Regions from separate parts of the Sus scrofa genome. Here region 2 is linked to region 1. Evidence: chromatin contacts called from public HiChIP or PLAC-seq data. All regions are on one chromosome and are shown on one strand. Each heading gives the region's core, a stretch centred on a gene start, on an enhancer-like site or on the middle of the called end of the contact. The rest is flanking DNA. Distances are from core to core; before and after follow the strand shown. Region 1 holds the start of CELF1 (CUGBP Elav-like family member 1). Region 2 holds the start of PSMC3 (26S protease regulatory subunit 6A).

The links. HiChIP or PLAC-seq counts read pairs in DNA pulled down with a chosen protein or histone mark.
Region 2: a contact with region 1 is called in an H3K27ac HiChIP or PLAC-seq map of alveolar macrophages. The contact joins the promoter of PSMC3 here to the promoter of CELF1 in region 1. A contact is called at or near these places in 1 of 5 promoter capture datasets (liver), 9 of 47 Hi-C or Micro-C datasets (alveolar macrophages, embryonic fibroblasts, fetal heart ventricle and 3 more) and 2 of 2 datasets of contacts at active chromatin or transcription factors (alveolar macrophages and skeletal muscle).

The regions. Positions count from the first base shown.
Region 1 is chr2:15,064,764-15,068,239 of Sscrofa11.1, reverse strand. It overlaps CELF1 (CUGBP Elav-like family member 1), which reads right to left and starts at 1,716. Exons shown (of 16, transcript XM_021083082.1): 1 at 1,549-1,716.
Region 2 is chr2:15,183,545-15,187,056 of Sscrofa11.1, reverse strand. It overlaps PSMC3 (26S protease regulatory subunit 6A), which reads right to left and starts at 1,575. Exons shown (of 12, transcript XM_003122809.3): 1 at 1,293-1,575; 2 at 976-1,059; 3 at 278-403. The coding sequence starts at 1,367.

The DNA.
Region 1 (3,476 bases), core at 467-2,966:
CTAATAACCCCACCAGCTAATAGACTTTAAGTCTAGGCACCACCTGAGAAGAAAGCCCCTGGACAAGAATGAATGGTTGGAAAGAAGCTGAGGCTTATGCTCTGGGCGGAGAACCGTTCTTAATGGAAACAGGTGGTGGACAGTCAAGAGGAAAGAACCACTGGGGAAACCATAAACTTCCTGGTTAAATCAACAGCTGAAAGCGCCGGCTTTGCTTTACTAACAGCAATGTTTCAATCAGGACTAACTCAAGATCAGAAACCACACAAAGTAAAGCTAGAAGAATATCAAAACACAGGGGTAGAGGAGGGACCTGTAGCCATAGTTATATATAACTATGCTATGATAACTGGATGATTTTCCAAGTAGACTTATTAATGTTAAAACAGAACGAACCCTTGGTGATTCTGAGAGAAGACTCTTCTTCACCAAAAATTTAAGGAGAAAATGAAACTTGCATACCACTCTACAAGATGTCACACTTGTGGAAAAGATCCCACCCAACATTTGCGGAAAAGGTGAAAGAAAGCAATTAAAGCCTCTCCAAACTGCAGGGAATCAAAGAGAGTGAAAAGACCTTCATTAACGGTGAAGTTTCTGTAAAGGATTCCTCTGGTATTTGTAACCTCTTACACTGCAGACATTATAAAGCACTCAGTGCTATCTGAAACTGTTATACAGCCTTTTCACTCGAGAGTAATAAAAAGTACAGTATTTACTTCGCTGGCGAGAAAAAGATTCCATTTTGCTAAAACGGGCTCCGACCAAAATCTCACCACCTATCCCTTAACTACGAGGACAAGACTAAACCAAGGAGAAGCTACTTAGAGCCCATGCAACAGTCCTAGAGAATTCAAACAACATCCTGCCTTGAGAACCACAAGACACCAGCGGCTTTAAATCCAAACCAAGTACTTAACGAAAAAAGCTCACCGCGCTTCTGGGTGCGAGATTCCAGCCCCGCTACTAGGCCATGACTGGGTGAGCACCTGACATGGGGGGGAGGGCGAGCCAGGGCCCTAGCAGATCTGGGGCGAGCAACCAGGGGCTCTCGAGGCACCACGGGGGAAGCTCAGCCCTCTAGAGGCAGGGGTCCTGGGGACCCCCCCACGGTAGGCACCAAGAACACGTGGGGCGACAGGAGCAGGGAAGGGGTGTCCTGGGCAGGCAGCCTGGGTCTGGCACCGCGGCAGGAAAAAGGAGGAACGACTACCCCTAGACAGAGAACTGAGTCCTCTGGGCCCCGAGAGTGCAGGCAAAGGGCGCGGAAAGAAGCAAGGCCACGAGGAGGGCGGGTCTCCCTAGGCACGGGGGCACGCGCTGGGCAAGCGCAGCGGAACCCGGGCAGCGGAGGACCCCGACACACGCGAGGAGACCGCAGACCTGCCTCCACGACGCGGCGAACTAGGAGCGGCCGCGCTCGGAGGGCCCTGTGACCCGCGGCTGCCCGGACCGGACCCGCCCCGCGGCGCCTCCCTCCTGCCCCTTTCCCTCCCTCGTTCCCTCCCTCCCACCCGCGGCCCGTTATCCCGCGGCCGCCGCACTCACCAGCGGCTGCACCTTAGCCCGCCGCTGCCTCAGCTGCTGCCTGCGCCTTCGCAGCCGCCGCCGCTGCCGCCGCCTCGCTGCTGAGGCCGAGTCCCGGGGGAGCCTCCGCGTCCCACCGCCGCTGCCGCTGCCGCCAGAGCAGAACACCCCAAAATGGCGGCACTTCCGGCACCTACCACCGGCGGGGAGGGCCAAGCAGGAGGGGGAGGGCGGCGAGGGGGAACGTACCACCGCGGGGCCGCCCGCAGCGCGGATCCGAGCGGAGCACCGCGCAGGGGCGGGCAGAGCGCCCGGCACTGCAGCGCCCCCTGGGGCTGGGGAGTGGAGAAGCAGCCGCGCCAGAGCCCCCGGGGCCTGGGGCGGAACCCTCAGCCCTAGGAGCGGCAGGGGCACGTCTCTTTGTCTCCCAGCACTGCTCTTGGGAAGAGTGGGAGGACCCCTGGCTTAAGAAGCTGAAGTTCTCGGCTCTGCGCCCCGCACCCACAGGAGTTCTGGATGAACTGGTGGGCTAGGACCTCTGCTTGGAACTGAATATGCGCGTAATAAAATATTTGATGAATGAATGGATGAGTGAATGGGATGGTGCTTGGCCAGCGCTGGGCACATGACACACCCTCCTTTCTACCCAACGGACAAGCAGCAGTATCCAGGCCTTCCTTCTCTACTGAGATGTGGAATGTGAGTGTATTGCAAGCTTTCAGAGTTAGCAGGATGATTGGCTGTATGAGCACACAACCTTGCAAAAATCCTTGCAGCGCTGGGAAGCTCATAAAGGTGCTGTTAAGAGACTGATTTTCCAGCCCTAACCTTCTTCTCCACGATTTTTTTTTCTTTTTAAGTTTCTTTTTTTGTTTGTTTGTTTTTTGTTTTTTGCTCTTTAGGGCCGCACACTCCGTATACAGAGGTTCCCAGGCTAGGGGTCAAATCGGGGCTACAGCTGCCGGCCTGCTCCACAGCTCACAGCAACGCCCGATCCTTGACCCACTGAGCGAGGCCAGAAATGGAACCCGCAACCTCGTGGTTCTTAGTCGGATTTGCTTCTGCTGTGCCATGATAGGAATTTCATGATTTTTTTTTTTTTCAATAACCCAGGTAAGGTCCCTGAAGACCTTCAGAGTGACCCAGGAATCCCAAGATCTAGGTGGACTGCAAACAGTACAATAGTTCGATCGTTCCTTTGTTTTTTTGGGGTGTTGGCTTTTTTTAGGGCTGCACCCCCAGCATATGAAAGTTCCCATGCTAGGGATACAATCTGAGCTGTGGCTGCTGGCCTATGCTACAGTTCGACGCAGCTCAGGACTTCGCAGATCCTTAATTCACTGAGTGAGGCCAGGAATGGAACCAGAGTACTTAAGGATTCCACTTGGGGTTCTTACTACTGAGCCATTATGGGAACTCATTGTTTGTTTGTTTGTTTGTTTTAAAGGCCAATGTCATTTATTCCACAGTTTCTACACATCGTGGAATAGTAAAATACAGATAGAGAAAGAAAACTTAGTTCTGGGACCCTTTGGCCCCAGCAACACGCAAGTAACTCATGGGTTTGGTTTGCAAATGATTTCTCTATAACATCTGGCTTCCCAGAGCAAATAATTCTCATACCCACAAATACTGATTATACCTTACCACAAAAAACTGATGGACTCCCAAGCCGAAGCCTCAAGTGTTTTCCCATGTGTTGGAAGCACTTCTTTCCCCCTTGGGGGAAGAAAAAATCTAATCACAGTGTTTATGATACCATATAGATCAGAACAATTAGCCCCTAAATTTTACACTATCATATTTCCTAATTGCACTGTGCAGTTTACCATTTTATATACATTTATAATGCTGATATTTGATCTTGTTAACAGTTTTATGTGTCATTTAATGAAAACATTTTTTTTTTTCTTTTTATGGCCGCACTTGCAGCATATGGAAGTTCCCAG
Region 2 (3,512 bases), core at 326-2,825, 120 kb before region 1:
GAGGATTGGTTAAGATTCTGTTCAGGTGTTGCTTCTCTGCACGGAGGTCATCTACCCCTCAAGGAAAAACAGCCAGTAGGAAAGGAAACGTGAGGAGGCCTCTTCAGCCCCATGTATCTCCCCTGGAAATTCACTCTACAAAGGAAACCCTAAAAAGGATGCCCCTTACATGCGATTAGGCCTCCAAACGCCCACCCACTCTTTCCCCAATGGTCCCCTTGCAGGTTATCTCCAAGCCCCAGTGACCCTCTCTCTTCCCCTCCACATACACACACACCTCGATGACGTTGGAGACCAGGTACGGCAGGGTCTTATTCACTTTGATTTTCTCACTGTTCTCTTTGATCTTGTCCTTCATGGCTTGGAGTTCGTGGGTGACTCGTAACACTTCACTCTTCATGATCTGGGGTAGGGGTAAGTGGAAGCAAACATTCAGCCTTAGCTCTCAGCTTGTCCTAAGGCCTTGTAACTAGTGAAGTCCAGGTTGCCCAAGGGACCCTCCTGCACCGGTGCTCTCAGCTCTAAGGCTCCCTGAAAGCTCAGGCTGTGTCCACAACCAGCAGAGGTCAAAACAGGAGGCCAGTCTGGACACCTCCTGGCGAAATAGCTGGAGTAAAGGGAAAAAGAACATGACTTTAGTCAACCAAACAGAGATTTTAGCTTCTGCCTTTTGTTACAGGCTGTGTACTTCACCAGAGTAAAAAAAAACCTCTGTGAGCCTCAGTTTCTTCATCTGTAAAACGGGGACTTCCTAAAAAAGGGATTCTCCAGGGGAAGACTGAAAGACCTCGCTGGGAAAGGCAGTCTGATGAGTCCTCCTCTCAGGCCTGGTCTCCTGCTACCCTCTCTTCTGGTCCCTTTTAAAGCTTAGTTTTCTTCTCTCTTTTCCTGGTCAGAGGGCGGTCCCCACACCGCCCCTAGGGAGGTCGAGAAAGACGTGAGAGTAGCAGCTGGGATCAGGGGTTGTGCGCCCACCTTGATTTCACTGTCCAGCAGCCGTGTGCGCTGCACGATCTCTTCTGTGGACATCTTGAGTACTTCCTCCCCGATTCCATCTTGCTGTGAAAAAATTTTTTTATTAAACTCAGGGCAGCTAACTGATGACTGTGAGCTCAGCCTCAGTTTCCTCATCCATAAAACCATAAGACCCTTGCCCACATCCCCAGCGGCCCCAACCCCCGGACCGGGCTAGCTCTTGACCCCCCCCGCCCCCAGCCACCGCCTCCCCTCCTGACAAGAGCATCTCTACGCTGGCCCCTGGCTCCAAGACCCCAAGCTCTCCCGCCGCGCACCTCAGCCTCATCCCACACCGTCGCCATCTTCTCCTGCCGAGTCACTGGACTCTCGAGCTGCGGCAGCAGATTCATTTCCTGGAGGAGAAGGTTGAAGATTAAACCGGACAGCAGCCGGGGCGAGAGATTAATAATGTCTTTCTTAACTCCTGCGCTTGACTAACGCCAGCCCTCTTTCTCCAAGTCCTGACTCTTGACAGAATTAGCTTGCGCCGCGTTACCACAGCGAATCTGCGTCTGCGATTCAAAAGACGAGGCCCGGGCCACAGGACCCGCCCCTAAGGCTCCGGAACCGTTCCCGCCCTCGTCCTGTTTATGCCATCGCAAGAGGTAATGCGCTATTGGCTGACACGCGCAGAGGGGCGTGGCCTTGATGTAAAAACGTAAGAGGAAGGAGAAAAGAGGGGAACGAGACGGCCTTTGGGCAATGTAGTCCTAGTCCAGCGGGCGCATGAAAAGGCTCTTTTGCTGCTTTTGGCGCGGGCGGGAGCGAGGGCGAGGGGTGCATTCCCGGCAAATGGAAGTTCCCAGGCTAGGGGTGGAGTCGGAGCCACAACCACAGCAACTCGGTATCATAGCCTCATTTGCGGCCCACACCGCAGCTCGCGGCCAAGCCAGAACCCCAGCCCAGTGAGCAAAGCAAGGGATGAACCCGCATCTTCAGGAATACTAGTCGGATTTGTTTCCGCTACACCACAACAGGAACCCCTGAAAAGCCATTTTTGAAGGGGGGCTTTCAACCTCAGAAACTGGCCCAGTTAAGAATTAGGGAATTCTCTTAATGGAGTTCCTGTTGTGGCTCAGCAATTACCAACTGACTAGTATCCCGGAGGATGCAGGTTTGATCCCTGGTCTGGCCCAGTGGGCTAAGAGGCGTTGCTGCAAGCCTCTTGGTAGGTCACTGATGTGGCTCAGATCTGGCATTGTAGCTGTAGCTTAGGCCGGCAGCTGCAGCTTCGATTTGACCCCTAGCCTGGAAACTTCAGTATGCTGCAGGTGTGGCCCTTATAAAATAAAAAAAATGGGAGTTCCCATTGTGGTTCATGGGAAATGAATCTGACTAGCATTCATGAGGACGCAGGTTCCATCCCTGGCCTCGCTCAGTGGTTTAAGGACTCTGTGTTGCCTGACCTGTGGTGTAGGTCATAGATGTGGCTCGGATCTGTCGTTGCTGTGGCTGTGGCATAGGCCAGTGGCTACACCTCCAGCCCTAGCCCCGGGAACCTCCATATGCCACGAGTGGAGCCCTGAAAAAAAAAAAAAAGAATTAGGGGATTCCCTAAAAGAGGGTGGGCCTCATCCAATCAGTTGAAGATCTGACTAGCACAAAAAGGCTGACTATCCCCAGGGAAAGAGGGAACTCTTCCTGCCTGACTGCCTTGAACTGGCACATGGGTCTTTTTCAGGATTGAGACTTGAACTGAAACATCAGCCTCTTTCTTCTAGGGTCTTGTACCTGCTGGCTTTCAGACTAGAATTTACACTATCAGCTCTCCTGGTTCTCAGGCCTTATGATTTTGATGAAGCTAAACCATCAGCATTCCTGGGTTTCCAGTTTGTCAATTTACTCTACAGATATTGGAGACTTCCCACCTCCATAAATATCCTTTTTTTTTTTTTTTTTTTCTTTTTATGGCTGCACCCATAGCATATGGAAGTTCCCTGGCTAGGGGTTGAATTGGAGTTGCAGCTTTGGCTTACACCACAGCCACAGCAACACCAGATCTGAACCTTATCTGGGACCTACACCGAGGCTTTGCAGCAATGCCGGATCCTTAACCAACTGAGCAGGGCCATGGGTACTAGTTGGGTTTGTTACCACTGAGCCATAATGGAAAACTAGTCAGATTGTGTCACTCTGTTCACAATTCTGTAGCAGCTACATGATTCACTCAGAGTAAGAGCCAAAGTCCCTACAATGGCCCACAGGGCCCTGGGGGTTTTCATTCCCCCACGACTTTCTCCAGGACCTTGACCCCCACTCCTCGCCTCCCTCATCAGTTACAGGCCTCCTTGCTTCTCTGAGACCAGGCTATGTCTGCTCCTACCTAGAATGGTCTTTCCAGGATATTTTCTTCACCACCACCCCTCACCTTTGCTACTTCAAGTTTTCTTCTTTTTCTTTTTAGGGCCACACCGAAGCACATGGAGGTTCCCAGGCTAGGGGTCCAATCGGAGCTGTAGCCACTCGGCCTACACAGCTACAACAACACCAGATCC